Regions from separate parts of the Strix aluco genome. Here region 2 is linked to region 1. The links are chromatin contacts, called in public Hi-C maps. All regions are on one chromosome and are shown on one strand. Each heading gives the region's core, a stretch centred on a gene start, on an enhancer-like site or on the middle of the called end of the contact. The rest is flanking DNA. Distances are from core to core; before and after follow the strand shown.

The links. Hi-C and Micro-C count contacts between places; a contact is called where the count stands out from the background.
Region 2: a Hi-C map of brain shows a contact between it and region 1, with 6 times the contacts expected there. The contact joins the promoter of KDM4C here to the promoter of UHRF2 in region 1. A contact is called at or near these places in 2 of 2 Hi-C or Micro-C datasets (brain and heart).

Annotation. Positions count from the first base shown.
Region 1 is chrZ:31,023,652-31,030,912 of bStrAlu1.hap1, reverse strand. It overlaps UHRF2 (ubiquitin like with PHD and ring finger domains 2), which reads right to left and starts at 4,775. Exons shown (of 16, transcript XM_074811560.1): 1 at 4,128-4,775. The coding sequence starts at 4,280.
Region 2 is chrZ:31,195,829-31,203,089 of bStrAlu1.hap1, reverse strand. KDM4C (lysine demethylase 4C) reads right to left here and starts at 4,711. Exons shown (of 21, transcript XM_074811528.1): 1 at 4,492-4,711.

The DNA.
Region 1 (7,261 bases), core at 3,526-6,025:
GTCCATGGTGGAGCAGATGCCCACCTGCAGCCTGTGGAGGACCCCACATGGGAGCAGGTGGCTGCACCTGAAGAAAGCCAGGAAGCCCCCACTGTTGTAGTTCAGCACTGGGAGGACTGTAACATGTGGGAGGGATACACACTAGAGCAGCTCAAGAAGAGTTGCAGCCTGTGGGAAGGAGTCATATCAGAGAAAGTTTGTAAAGGACTGTCTCCCATGAGAGGGACCCCTCACTGGAGCAGGGGAAGAGCATGAAGCATCCTCCTAAGGAGGAAAGAGTGGTAGAGACAATGGAACTGATCACAGACCCCCACTCCCTGCCCTCCTGCACTGCTGAGGGCGAGGAGGTAAAGAAATCAGGAGCAAAGCGGAGCCCAGGAAGAAGGGAGGCATGGGGGAAGGTATTTTTAAGATGTGGTTATACTTCTCGCCATCCTACTCTGTTAAAGGTGTTAGTGTTTGAATTAAATGAACGTTCTTTTTCCTCCCCTAAGGAGCCTGTGTTTTGTCCATGACCATAATGGGCGAGTCATCCCTCCCTGATCTTGTCTCAGTTCCCAACCCTTTTGCTTTACTTTCTCCTTTCCATTCCTGAGGGGGAAGGGGTGAGTGAGGGGCTGTGTAGTGTCTGGCTGCCGACCAGCTTTAAACGATGACGGAAACCTAAGTTGGTACTACAGTCTTCCAGACGACCTTAAGATCTCTGGCAAGTTTTCAAACTTAAATAAACTTCAATGTATTTTTACTGCTCAATTTTTCCAACACTGTAACTGAAAGCTAGAAACCCCACAATGACTATAGCTTGGTCCTGCAGAAAATCTACTCTGGTAGGTCAAGATGCCAAGAATTTGTCTTCTGTAATATCTCCTTCACTTTCACGAATGAAATTGAGAACTCCTGTTCTCATCAAGACGTGCTATATAGGTTTTCCAATTAGGACAGAGAGTATGCTGCCAGAAGACAGATTGTCTTGTCTTGCATTTCTGAATTTTAGAGGAACTCCACACAATGCATTGTAATTTTTGAGTTCACTCAGAGTTAACAGGTAACAAGACAGATAAAGCACTAGATGGAAGTAGTCTATGGTGGGGCAAGGTTAAGATACGATTTATTCCAGCATAAGGAAATATTTATGTCCCTCCAAGAAACTCCTTCCAGCCAACGATCGAACTTCTTCAACAAGGAAATTAAGAGACATCACTGCAGGCTTCTATTTTCAGTAGACTTCTCTGGCGAACTGCAGACTCAGTTACTGCACCACAGTAAAGAACTATGCATACACTACTATTCCCTTTCCTCATAAAGTTCTGCCTCAATCTACCGAATTACTTCTCTGGCTGATAGTAATTCAGCTCTGCAGAAATGTGGATCCCCAGAGTCCAGGATGTCCTCACAGACCAGACCAAGTTACAGAGTAATACCATCTTGCTCACTCTTCAGTGCCATGTGTGAATGGTAGGTCCTCCAGGTAGTAAGAGTTAAAAACCAGAAACCAGTCTGTTCAAATGAGTAGCACTTTTCCTGGTTTTACAAGAAAAAATAGTAATACAAAGTACTACATTCATCACAACGCTAGGTTTTCATCAGTAGTTCTAGGGTATTTTAACCCTCAAGAACAGGAGGGTGAAGTACTGCCCACTTAACATCCTGCATTTGTGTTTGAAGATCAGATGAGAGCAAATACAGTATACCACATAACTGGGCATGGACACTCCTACAGAACTGCAAAATAATGGCTCTAGATCAAAATGTTAGTTGAAGCTGTTCTCTACTGCAAGCTAAGAAATTAAGTTGTTGAAATTCAGTCCATAAATGGTGACTCTGGTGTCTGCATCCTTATAACTTCAAACACCTCCCATTTTTAGAAAAAAAAGGAGGTTATTTAGCCAGACTTCTGGTACACACCACTTGCAAGGTCCACACGTTTCTAGAAGGTCCCAGAAAGACTACAGTAAGCAGTACTCAGTAGCAAGATCACAGCTCTACTAGCAGACTGTAGAGCTTTAACCATACTGAGAGACAACTAGATATAGTAAATAGGTAGAGTTTGGACTAGATAATGGTTCTTCCAACACATGCAGGAATCCATGTTTTCACCTCAGTATACTGCTTTCTATTCACCTCACATTTAACTGAGATGCCTTTTTTTATTCTTTAGCACAGACCTGAGAGACTTGAAGTTGTTTACAGTCTCCTTTGCTCATGTTCTCTCAACATCTAGTTTTACTTGTGCAAGAGCAATCCTTCCGACCTTTTTTCTACTTACTACCACCATGGGATTGGAGAAGCAATCCATAACCATCATGGATACTTCAGAATTAATTATAGTAATTGCAAGAAAACGGACATAAATGGTGAGTGAAGCTATAAAAGAGAACTCCTTAACTCTTCACTGAACACGAGCCCAACTGTATCCTAAACTGGATAAACTAAGTACTAAGCTCACAAATGCTGCTCATGTAGGCAGTTTCAGCTACAGTATTTCACTATTCTGCTTTCTTAAGCAAGACATCTGCTCACTAAAGTGTTCAAGCTAATTGGTCTGGCCACTGACAGACTATGTAGAAAAGCACAACTCATTACAGGCTGATCTCCCCTGTTGCTGGTGTAAACCTCGTGTCCCACATCAAGCTCTGTACTGAAAGGTGTGCTGCCACAGCACAAAGCTAAACAGGTTCACACAACTTCAAGACTGATGTTCCTTGATTTGGTCCCTTCAGAGAAACATGAGACTGTAATTGACTTGGCAGACACATCCTCACAAACGCTCACCCTCACCAATCTGTAGAACACAGAAGTCTACTAATTTGCTAATGGGTTCACATTCTAGGCTTAGCATCTAGCCACTAATGCTTACCTCCTAGTCACAGTTACATTTCTATTTGTTACTTTTTTTCCCTTTATTTGTAAAGATACACACTTCATCTCTTTTGAGGCAGAAACGTCAGCGCCTTGTGTTACTCTGTGTAGGTGAACACTGAAACACTCATCTGTTGTAAGGTGAATCTGAAGTGCCACGCTCCCCGAAATATACCACACATCCGATACCCTCCGTAACAGCTCTGCCTCGCTGAACAACTCGAGCACTGAGTACACCTCATAGTTCGTGTAAGGCAGCTTGAAAGGTTACACCCTTCAGCAACAAAGACATAGCCTGAGGCAACCTATTCGGATCAAGACCTGTCCGGCACCGGAGGGGCTGTGTCCGCTCACACAAAGCGCAATGCCGGGCCCCGGTCCAGATGAAGCGCCCCTCCGGACGCCGACGGCCGCCCCCACCCCACCCGTGACACGCCGCTCCCCGCGCCGGGAAGGACCAGCGCGCACACGCCCTGCCCGCGCAAACTGACCCCGCACCGCCGCCCCGCCCACGCGGGAGCCCGGCGGGCCGAGCGCCGCCGCCGCCGCCGCCCCGGGGGGGGTGGGAGGGGTTCGCAGCGGCGACCCCCAGGACCGTTACTCCGTGGCGCGGCGCCGGACGCCGGGGGAGGGGCGCGCCGTGCCGGCCCCGCAGCGGGTCCTGACGGGACATCGCACTTCGCGCCACCGCCCCTCCCAGCCCCCAGCCCCCCCCGCCACGTGCGGTCCGCGGGGGCGGCGTTCCGCCGTGCAAACGGCTCGCGGTACAGGCTCTGCCCCTGCCCGGCCGAGGCGGCGGCAGGGCGGCCGGGGGTCAACGGGCGAAGCTCGATCCGGGCGCTCCGCCGGCGGGGCCTGGGGGGAGGGGTAAGGCGGAGGGGCTTCCTCCCCCTCGCAGCGCTCCGGCCGCCCTGTCACTTCGCTGCGATAAAGGCAGGGGCTGGGGGAGGAGCCTCCCGCGGTTCAGGTGGGAAAACAAACACACAAAGGGGCCTCTCCGGCAGCCGCTCGCCGTCGGGGAAGAAGGGGGACAGGAGGGAGCCGGCTCGCAGCGCCCGACGCCCTGGCTCCCTCGGGCCCCCCACCTCCCTCTAGGCCCGACGGGACGGGAGTAAACAAAAGCCGGAGGCACAGGACGACACATGGGTGGGGATGAGGACCTCCGCGCACGGCCACACAAAGAGCCGAGCCCGAGGGGGGACGCGCGGGGCGGGCGAGGGGGAAAGCCCCCACCCGCCACCACCCAGGTCGGGGCGTTTCCGCCTCACCTGCTTGCCCCGGTAGAAGAGGCGCTGGCGGTCGGGGCTTACGCGGAAGGTCTCCTGGATCTTCTCCCGCAGGCACTCGATCTTAGTAAGGCGGCTCAGATCGTCGATGGTCTGCGTCTCGGTGCCGTCTATGGTTCGGACTTGGATCCACATGGTGCGCGCCCTCCCGGTGGCTCCGCCAGCCGCGGAGAGGGGAGGGAGGTCTGGGGCAGGAGGTGGGAAAGGGGTCCGCTCCCCGGGTGCGCGTCTGCGGTGTGCGAGGAAGAAGGGGAGGGGGCCGGGCGCTTCCCCCGCTCTTTGTTCGGCTCAGTGGGGCAGGATTTTCAAATCCCGCGGAACAGACGCGAGCCCTCCCCGCCCGCCGGGCCGCCGTCCTCGCTCAGAGGGGCGCGGAGAGGGAAGGAGACCCGAGCCGATCCCCCGCCGCTTCCCGATCGCCCGCGCCGCGGGCCCCCCGCGGCAGCACAAGGCGAGGCGGAGTCTGGCGGGAACCACCGCGTCCAGGTCTAACGGGCGCCGCCGGGAGCCATCTCCCGACCCCGGGGAGTGTTTACCAGGCGCCGCCGCTCTCACATGGAGGTCACGGCGCCAACGCTGATCTCGCGAGAGCCCCCGGCCTCGGCCGTATGAGACAACAACACCGGGGCGGGGGCGGGGCGGGGGCGCGCGGGCGGCACCACGCCCCCTCCCGCTGCGCTCGGCCCGGCCGCCCTCGCGCCGCAGTCGGGGCGGTGCACGGCTCCGCCCCCTGGCCCGCCCCCGGGCCCGCCCCCCGCACCGCCCCCGGCCGGCGTCTGGCGCGAGGCCTGCGGGGGGAGGGCTTGGCGCGCGCGGGGTCAGCGGCCGTTGACGTCTCCATGGCGGCCGAGCGGGACGGCGTCCCTGGCCGCCGCTCGGGGCGGGCCTCGCTGGCCTCTGGGGCCCGCAGGGCCCGCGGCCTAGCCCGGCCCGCAGGCTGGCAGGCGTCAGAACGGCCCAGCATCCCTAGGCAGCCGGGAGAGCGGTGTCCGCTAGTGAAGCCCAGGCCGTGGTGCTTCCGAAGACAAAACATCTCAGCCCAGCCAGATTTAGCTCTAACCAAAAAATACAGGTTAAGTCTGGCTGCGCCTGTTGTATTAGATAGACGAAAACTTGGGGCGAGACAAGGGAAGGCAAGCCTCGCTTATACTTCAAATCCGATGTGGGTGTGTCTTTCTATATTTTTCTAGATTGGGTAATTCTGTAAATTGACATCAGAAAAACGTGGGTTTACCACGCTGTTGTGGGCTAGCCCTGGTATGCAGCTGAGCCCCTGTGTGAGCTGGCACAGGCAGGATGCAGGAACAACCACAAAATCACGGATGAAATGCAAAGAGTAAATTTATTCTCGTTACCTCACGACCCGAGGGATCTCTGCAGCAACACTTGGGCAGAGGCACACAAGCGGGGATGCAGGCACCACAGAGCTCGGGCCTTGTTAGTCAGGAAAAGGAGGAGCAAGAAAAGATCTTGGGCCTGCTGCTTTTGGCTGTATATATCCGGGGTTTTCACAGAAGTACTTTTCCACTGCGCTTTGATCTTTCCCACAGCCAGTAGGGAATCTCAAGGATGTTCAGTAAGGTGCCTCTGAGCCTCTCACAGACCTGTGTTATCTAAGCGCAGACATTCTACCCATCAAGCAGACAGACCTAAACAATTAGTGTGATACATGTTTTTTTCGGCACCTCAACTGCAAGTCACTTGAGCGTGTTTACAGTCCTCCTCACCAATCTTCCATTGTATTCCCACAGTCCTTCACAGCCACTTGGGCACTCCCTCACAGCAGGATGGAGAAGAGAATCAGAAGGGCAAAGTGAGAAGACGTGGGTCAAGATGTGAGAGATGAGAAACCAGGCCTGCAAGAAACTAAGAAAAACAGCCTGAGAAAGCAAAAGTTGAGGCTGATCGAAGAAATGCCTCAAACACTCCAAGACAAAACTATGAGTCACAGGGTGCATTCTGTGGAGGTCGAAGCTGATAAGGCTGCCCGAATAACACAAGATGGGACTGGAGGAGGGAGCCCTGTGAAGACAGGACGGCTCTGCTCTGGTGCACCTGGCCAAAACTTCAAGGGCCATCTGTCCGGTGAATGACCTTTGCTTCATTATCCACGAAATGCATATTAAAGTTAACACCCCTCAATATGCTAACGAGGGCTAACATGATCATGCTAATTACATCATCCCATGAAAAACCTTACCCCTCCCCGTACATGGGCTACGTAGGTATGTGGGTCGACCTAGGGGATGGACCCAAGGAAAGTGGGTATAAATCAAGAAGGGGGGGGGGGGGTGCGGCCGGGGGAGAGAGAGAGTGCAGTGAAGCAAAGAAGACGGATGCCAGCGAAAAAGACGGATGTCTCCTGTGCCTCTCGGAACCCTCGTCGGCAGGATCAGCGCAGAAACCCAGACCGGTGATCTGTATTTCCCCATTCCCTCTATCTCCCTCTTTTCCCTTTCCCATTAAGAAATGCAAGGCATATTATATTGCTTGCCACAACTTGCTATATACTTAGCCAACTATCGTGTGTTCAATTAGTACATTGTGAGTAGTTAATAAATGTTTAGACTTGGAGACTTGTTGTCCGCTCCATTGGGGATTTGCAAATCTGAGTCACTTGTCCCCCTCGTCTGAGCGGGACGTGACACCCCATTTCTTCTATCTCCCTCTTTTCCCTTTCCCATTAAGAAATGCAAGGCATATTGTATTGCTTGCCACAACTTGCTATATACTCAGCCAATTATCGTGTGTTCAATCAGTACATTGTGGTTAGTTAATAAATGCTTGGACTTAGAGACTTGTTGTCCACTCCATTGGGGATTTGTGAATCTGAGTCACTTGTCTCCCTCGTCTGAGCGAGACATGACACAAGATAAAGATGGTTTAACAGGTAAAGCAAAAGCTGTGTGCTCAAGCAAAGGAATATAAGGAACTGATTCAGTACTTTGCATTGTCTGGCAGATGGTTAGCCATTTCCAGGAAACCAGAGCTTCATCACATGTAAAGGTTACTTTGGAAGACAAGCACCATAACTCCTAATGTCCCACCCTTCCTTCTTCTTCTCACAGCTTGTATTGCTAAGCATGACATTGTATGGTCTGGGATACCACTGGGGT
Region 2 (7,261 bases), core at 3,462-5,961, 170 kb before region 1:
TGAAACTCCTAAAACCATCTCAATTTGACTATAAACCTCTAAGTTTGACAACTTCATTTCATGTTTGCATTTCTATATTTGATATTACCCTTACAGCAACTATTTCCAAAAATATAAAAATTACGTATTTTTAACCCAAAAATATTGAACTGAAAAATGACCTGAATTTATTCCATAAACATTCCTCTCCCATACCAGACTCACAGCATGCAAAAACATCTTGAAATAACTGATCTGAGACAAAGGAGGAAAAAAAAAAAAGATCTCATTTTTATTTGCAACCTATGTTTCAAGAGTTTTAACTGTCTTTTTAATGAAAACACACGTATGAAATCCATAGTCCTGTTGTCCCAAGATCTGAGTACTTGTACCTGGTGTGCAATGAGCTGAAAAACACACAGAGTCAAGATACTTGTTTAATCCATGTCTTCACAGAGACAGGTGCTCAGTGGTAATTCCACAAAGCTAGCACATCACGCACAGGCAAGCAACATGTTTATACACTTCAAACTACACGAATACACATTTAATGTAATGATCATTGGTTAGTCTCTTACCACTTTGCTCCTCACTGGTTAACAACATGTCTCGTCTCAATTTAAAGTTACAGTCTTGTTATTACTCTGCACAAACCAAAAGGGTGGCGGTCTTATCTGGGTAAGGGGCTTCTCATCAAGATGTGTGGTTTTCTGATTATAAAGAGCTAAATTAATCTAAAGGACACAACTTAGGCAGTCTCACACAGTACCTCTGATCACACAACCAAGGGAGGTTTCCTTGCTCCCCAATTCAAGGTTCCGTCTGTTCCCATACACTCTTCATTTTGCAAGTCTTTACTATCTTTGAACCTCTTATCCTGACTCAAGGCCTTGTCCTGTGAAATGTTTTTTTGTTTTAATCTTCACTCTTCCATTAGTCCTAGCTGGAAGCAGAACAGCCTTCAGCAACAGCAAGTCAGACCTATCAAGTTCCCACAGTTGCTAACAACAGATAATTAAGAAAAACAGCAACTGTATGGGTAGTTTATATTTTTACAGAATACCATCTCAGTCTTCAGCAATGTACAGATCAAAGAATTCTTGGACAGAGAAGGTATTATTACTGCATTTTGTGGACTTTTTTTGCCCATGATTTTGAACCCTTACAGGCTTTTAATACCTAAACCATCTCATGACAAAGCATTCCACAATCAACAATATGCTAAGTGATATATCTCCTTCTGCACATTTTGAACATTTCACATTTTAGTTTCATCTGACATCTCGTGTGCACACTGGCAACAGTTATCGATCTGCCCATATTTACCTTCACTCCACACATGACTTAGAGATCTCTATCATGGTCTCCCACAGTCACCTCTTTCCTAAGCTGAAGACTCCCAGTCTCCTTGCAGAAAAATCCATCCCATATTTCTGATCATCACTGCATCCTATTCCTGGAGCTTTACCAGTTCCAGTAAATTACTTTTAGTCAGGGGAAAGGCATACCAAAGCTGTAAGCACTACTCAAAATGCAAGTAAACCATGGTGTTACACAATGGTGTAACAACATTCTCAAATTTGGGTGTAGGCCTCATGGACACCAGAAAGCAGTTTGGCCCAGACCTCAGTTTTTAAAAAGCTAATTTACAAGCACCTAAAAGTTCAGAAAAAACTGCTAATGCAGCCTGTAATACTGCTGGGGATACAAACAGCAGGTGGTGAATGTGAAATGCTTCCTGATTAAACACTTTTAAACAGTTCTGTCATTTCTGCCCATACGCATTTCTCAAAACAACTCCGTAACTATACAGCACATTATTCACTGCCTTTACAGATCTCCTCCCAAAAGATACCCTTATACCCTGGCTTTCACAACTCCTTAACATCAAAACACACATATCCTTTTCAGAGATATTCTACAGTATCAGTGATAATACTTCTCACACGCCACCACTATATGGCAAATCCTTTATTGGATGCAGAACAAGAACAGGACAAAAAAAAAAAAAAAAACAACCTGTAGAGTCTCTATAACCTGAGAAACAAAAAGATGTACTTTCTCCCCTTAAAGCTACTTATGGCACATCCAAAACTATATTTCTGCATTCTGGACTTTGGATCAGCAAACTGTTATGAACACCTTCATTATGTGATTTAATTACACAACAATTACTATCTTCCAAGTATAAAATACTGCAGTTCTTCAAAATATCTTATGAGTCTATGAATCTAAATGAAAATCAAGAACACATCACTTGTTCATGCTGACACATGAAATATTAAGCTATCAAGTGATCATGGAGACTTTTTACAAGATAAGTATTAAAATCTTAACATTTCAGAACATCAAATTCGACCAAAGCTGACACCACTGTATACCCTATTCACATTTTGCTCAGCATCATGCTGATGAAACATACTCCAGCAAAAGATACCTATAGAAAAACCTGGGAATTTCAAAGCGAATTAACTGCAGAACTAAGAAGTAGACCAATCAAGAGCTGTTTAAACTGAGAAAGTCCCAAATCTACTCAATACAATATTTTTTAATAAAGTTAGGCATGAAATCACCGATTTTTTTTAATAATTACTGTGCTTGTTCATAATAGTTTAGGAAGATCCTAATAATTAGCAACTGACAACATAATTTTCTGATTTGAAGGCATTACTGTGGTAATTGTGTATTTAGATTTGGTGCAGAACTGTCTACCTGATTTGTTTACAAATCAGGCCAAGAGATACAAAATTCTGTACTAAATTCTCATCAATAACTAAGCACTAAAAATTATAGTACATAAAGTTTTTTCCTATTTCATCATATTTACCTTTTTAAAAAAAAAAAGAGAGACCAAATCAATTTTTTTTTTTTTAACTAACACTGACTAAAGGTTTTTCCCCTCACATACATTGGCTCTAACTCTCATCCAACAGCTATTTAATCCTGTCTGCCTATTTGGATGAGACATATTGTTTCCTGGGTTAGTCCCTAGAAAGGAAATTGCTCTTACACACATCTGTATATGCACTCAGCTAAAAGAAAACCATCAGCTGTCAGCAATCTACAACATCAGCGCCACTCCAAACCGAAGTTGAGAGTAAGATAAGCATGACTGCCACTAGTTCAGTTTACCCTCATTTCAAGTACTCAAAAGCAAATCATGCTTGTGTTTTCCATTGCTTTGTGTTTGGAAGGTACTTCTTGTGAAGCAATACCCTGAGCTAGTTATCACAGTTCAAAGAAAGTAAGGGTAAAGCTTAAGACAAATTTTATACCACAGTCATTTTCACATTCTTGGTTCATTAAGAATGTGAACAAAAAACCACTGCAGGGTGACAAAAAATAATCTGCATTGGATTGCCAGTCAATTTCTTTCTCGTGGAAAGTGTTTCAGCTTAAAGACTGCTGGTTTAGTAGCCACCAGGTGACCTCCGTTGATGTTTTTGTTAATGTCTCAGAAAAGAGTGCAAAGAATCATAAATCTGCAGTTTAATAATATAAAAAATAAATGCTGGTTATGCTCTGAACTAGTATAAATCTTTGAAAAACACACAGGCACCTAGTATTTTTCCTAACACTGTTAACCTAGCAGAAAAAATATTTTGTACACACTTCTCATTTCAGATTGCCAGTCAAAATCAACTGCAGAAGAGAGAAGGGTCATTAACAGAAGACTATTAACATGGCATAAAGCCCCGATCCCGAAATGGCTCTGAAAACACTGAAACCACAGACAGATGTGGAACTGGCGCTTAACTGAGTATTTTACTCAGAAGTTTGGAGCTTTTTTTCTAACACTTTACAACAGTTAACTTCCAGGAACGCCTTAACGACGTGCAGAACCGAAAGAGCTGTAACAACGCTGCTACACTTTGTAATGAAGAGACCGTTTGGGAAGTCCACAGAATTTCGCCACAGCCCAAAAAGACACGGAGACAGGCAACGCTGTATTTTACTCAGCGCATCGACTCTGACCACCCGGGGAAACCTTTGCCTGATCTCTCGGAGAGCTTCCACCGACTGTCCTGACCCAGAATGGCTGGCCACGAACGGGAACACGAGACGTATTTTTCCGACACCTGCCGGTTTCGTTTCCTCAGCCCCGTCCCAGCCGACAGCCACTTACAACGCGGAGTCCCCGGACGGATCCCCTCCGGGCCGCGGGGCGCCCCGACCCCTCACGCACCCCAGCGGGGGGCTGACGGCCGGCACGGCGGCCGCTCCACCCCTCGCACCCGACCGCCACGGCGTGCCCTGGAGCGGCGAGCCCGGCGAGCCGCTGCCCCTCTGCTCGGACCCGCCGCAGCCCCGCGCTCCGACGCGCCCTGACTCCGGCGTTTCCCCCGGCCCTGCCCCACCGCGCACCGCCGTTAGCCCTTCGCCCGGCCTTCTCCTATCCTCCCGCTCGCCCCCGGCCCACGCACACCCCGCACCCTCCCTCCGAGCTGGCAGGTCGCCCCGTGCCTCCTCCCCACAAACCCGTCGCTGCCCAGCCCGGAGCTCGCCCCTCACCTTTCCTGGACGGGGTTAAGCTGCCAGAGGAAGGCGAGGAGGCGGGGGGAACAGCGGCAGTGCAGGCCCGCTCCCCTCGGCCTCCCGGCCCCGCCGCCTCTTCGGTCCCCTCACAGCTCTTCCTCCCCGCGTCGGCGGGACCCCGCGCTCCCTGCGCGGATGACAGCTGCTGGCTGCGCATGCGCACAGCCCCGGCACGCACGGGGGACGCGCGGAAGACCAGGGGAGGGAGCACGTGACAGAGGCGCGGCGCCCGCGTCACGTGCGAGGAGCGGGCGGCGCCGCCGCGGGGCTTCCTGGTGGGGCGCGGCTGCGGGCGCAAAGTCTCGCTCCCGGCTCCGCAGAGCGTGGCGGCCGCGTGAGGGGCGGGGAGCCACGTGGAGGTCACGTGGGAGCTCTCGGGCCCTGAGGGTGGTCACCTGGCGCGGCGGGGCGGGGCCTGCCGCCGGTGCCGGGGCGGGCAGCCCGCGGCGCTGCCGCCGGTGGCTCTCGCCAGGGGTGAGGCGTAAGGCGGGGCTGCTGCGGCGCAGGTGCCTGCTGGGCAGGGTGGGCTTGGCGGGCTTGGCTCGGCCCGGGCACAGGTGTGCGGGCCGTCTGCCTCTCCATCGGGAGGCTGAGCGGTGTCTTTGGGGGAAGCGGTGTCTCTGTGAGTGCCTCCTCCGCCACTCGGGCCGTGCAGGCCCTGCCTGCCGCTGTTGCCCTAGCCGCCCCCGAGCGGTGCGTGCTCTTGAACGGGGAGCCGGCGTTGCCTTCGGCCAGCCGCGGCACCTACCGGGAGACACGTCAGGAAAGCACAAGCCCCGAGTTTACGAACGAAGTCGGTCGGTTCACCTCAGCGATACTTGACAGGCGAGACCTGGTCCGTAGGAATGGTGGAATCCGTCAGGGCAAGCCGCTAGGTCGACTTGGTTGTCCTCCTCTTTTACACTCATGTCCCTTACCAATCAGTACTGCTATATGAAAGTGATTTTGTTTCCAAAACCTTAATGTTGATTTTAGTGACTAAGCCCCACAGTGCTGTATGTCATGCGTTTACTTTCTGAAGTGCCGTGGTCCAGTGTAATGCTGACTGTTCAGGTGGCTGCTAAAATAAACCAGTTGGAGTTTTTTTTTAACTGTGTGATATGCTTTGATTTTTCTTAGTAATTTCTGATTATCTTTCATTTTAGCTTCTGGTTGCTATGGTCAAAAAAATAGTGAAAAATGACCAAAAGATAACTAAAATCCCTTTTAAATGTGCTTCTTCAAGTGTACCTATTATGTTGAAAGAAGTCTTAGTTTACACTTTATCTTTTAAGTGCCAAAGACTTTTTTCAGTACTAACGGAACCTGAAAACACAGGGATTTTTTTTTTTTTTTTTTTTTAAGGAACACATCTAATGCTATAACTTCGTTGTGCTCGGAAACTTTCATGTTGCTTCATCGTTTAAGCACAGAGCTATACATTAAATGATAGTAGTACTGTTTATACTGTATCTTCAGTCCCAGGAAAACTCACGCAACTCTTTAAGTATCTCTGTAGGACATCACTATGACCAGCAGTGTCTAAAATGAGTCATCTTCATCTGCCTCATGAAAGGAATTTTGTTTCACTAATATAAGTAGAAATGGAAGAAGTTGTTTGCCTTCTTCCTCAAGCCTTTGGGGGGATGAAGAAAATGCTGATGGGACAACAGTGCAGTTGAATGCAGTTTCTCATAGCTTCTCATTAGGTTCATTCTCTGCTCATTGGGTCAGTTATAAAGCACAAAAGATTGATGATTTAGGATTGTTTTCTAATATGATCTCTAAGAGGCCTGCTGAGTACCAGTTGAAGAGAAAGTATGGCAGTGACTCTAGAAAGCATTGAGTCAGCACCTCTCCTCATCTGATCTTCTTTCAGGTGACAAGTCTCTGTGAGGTCATTATGTGTCTGGAGTGTACTACAGTATTGCCAAAGCATACACCTCTCAGTCCAAGTATGGGACTGAGGGTGCAGGTGGATAGCCTGAGAACATTAACCCTCACCATGCTGTGGCTATGGAAAACTGCTTTGACATCATTCTCCAAAGCCAGTAGTTTAGCACCTCTGCCTTGCTAGATGGAAGAAAGGACAGTGGCCTTCTTCAGAATAGTTACACGCTAACATAACAGTTTTATGTATTTGCTGACATGTTCTAGCTGGCATGAAGAATTTTTTTCTCATTGAGGTTTAAGTAAGGTTTTCTGCACACACTTCCTGCCTTTCATGTTTTGGGCTATGCTTTTAGGTTAGTGTTGGCTAGTAACAAAACCCCTGGTCATGTGACCACAGCTACTAAGAAAAAAGGTTGTAACCCCTAATTTCCCTCACCTTTAAGTTGCTGATGCAATATCTAGGCAGCACAAGCTTCTGACCAATAAATGACCTTTCTGCTGTACAACAGTGTAAGTATCTTCTCTCTTTCGCTCCCTTTGGCAGAGGTCAGAAGCCACTTGCGTTTGAGTAGCTGATGTCTATTTCAGTTACGAGTTCATCTTCCATGACACCTCTGGGTCCCTGCTTCAGTGTTGAACCACTCATGGTGAAAACTTTTTTACCTAATATAATCCAAATTTCCTGTATTGCAGCTTATATGTTTGTCTTGTCCTATCCCTGTGTGTTTCCAAGGAAGCTCCATCTTTCCTATGCCGTCCCACTGGGTAATAGTGGACAGCAATAAGATCACCCTGAAGCCTTGTCCTCTTAAGGCTGAACAAACCCAGCTCCCTCAGTTGCTTCTCACAAGTCATATCCTCCAGCCCCTGACAA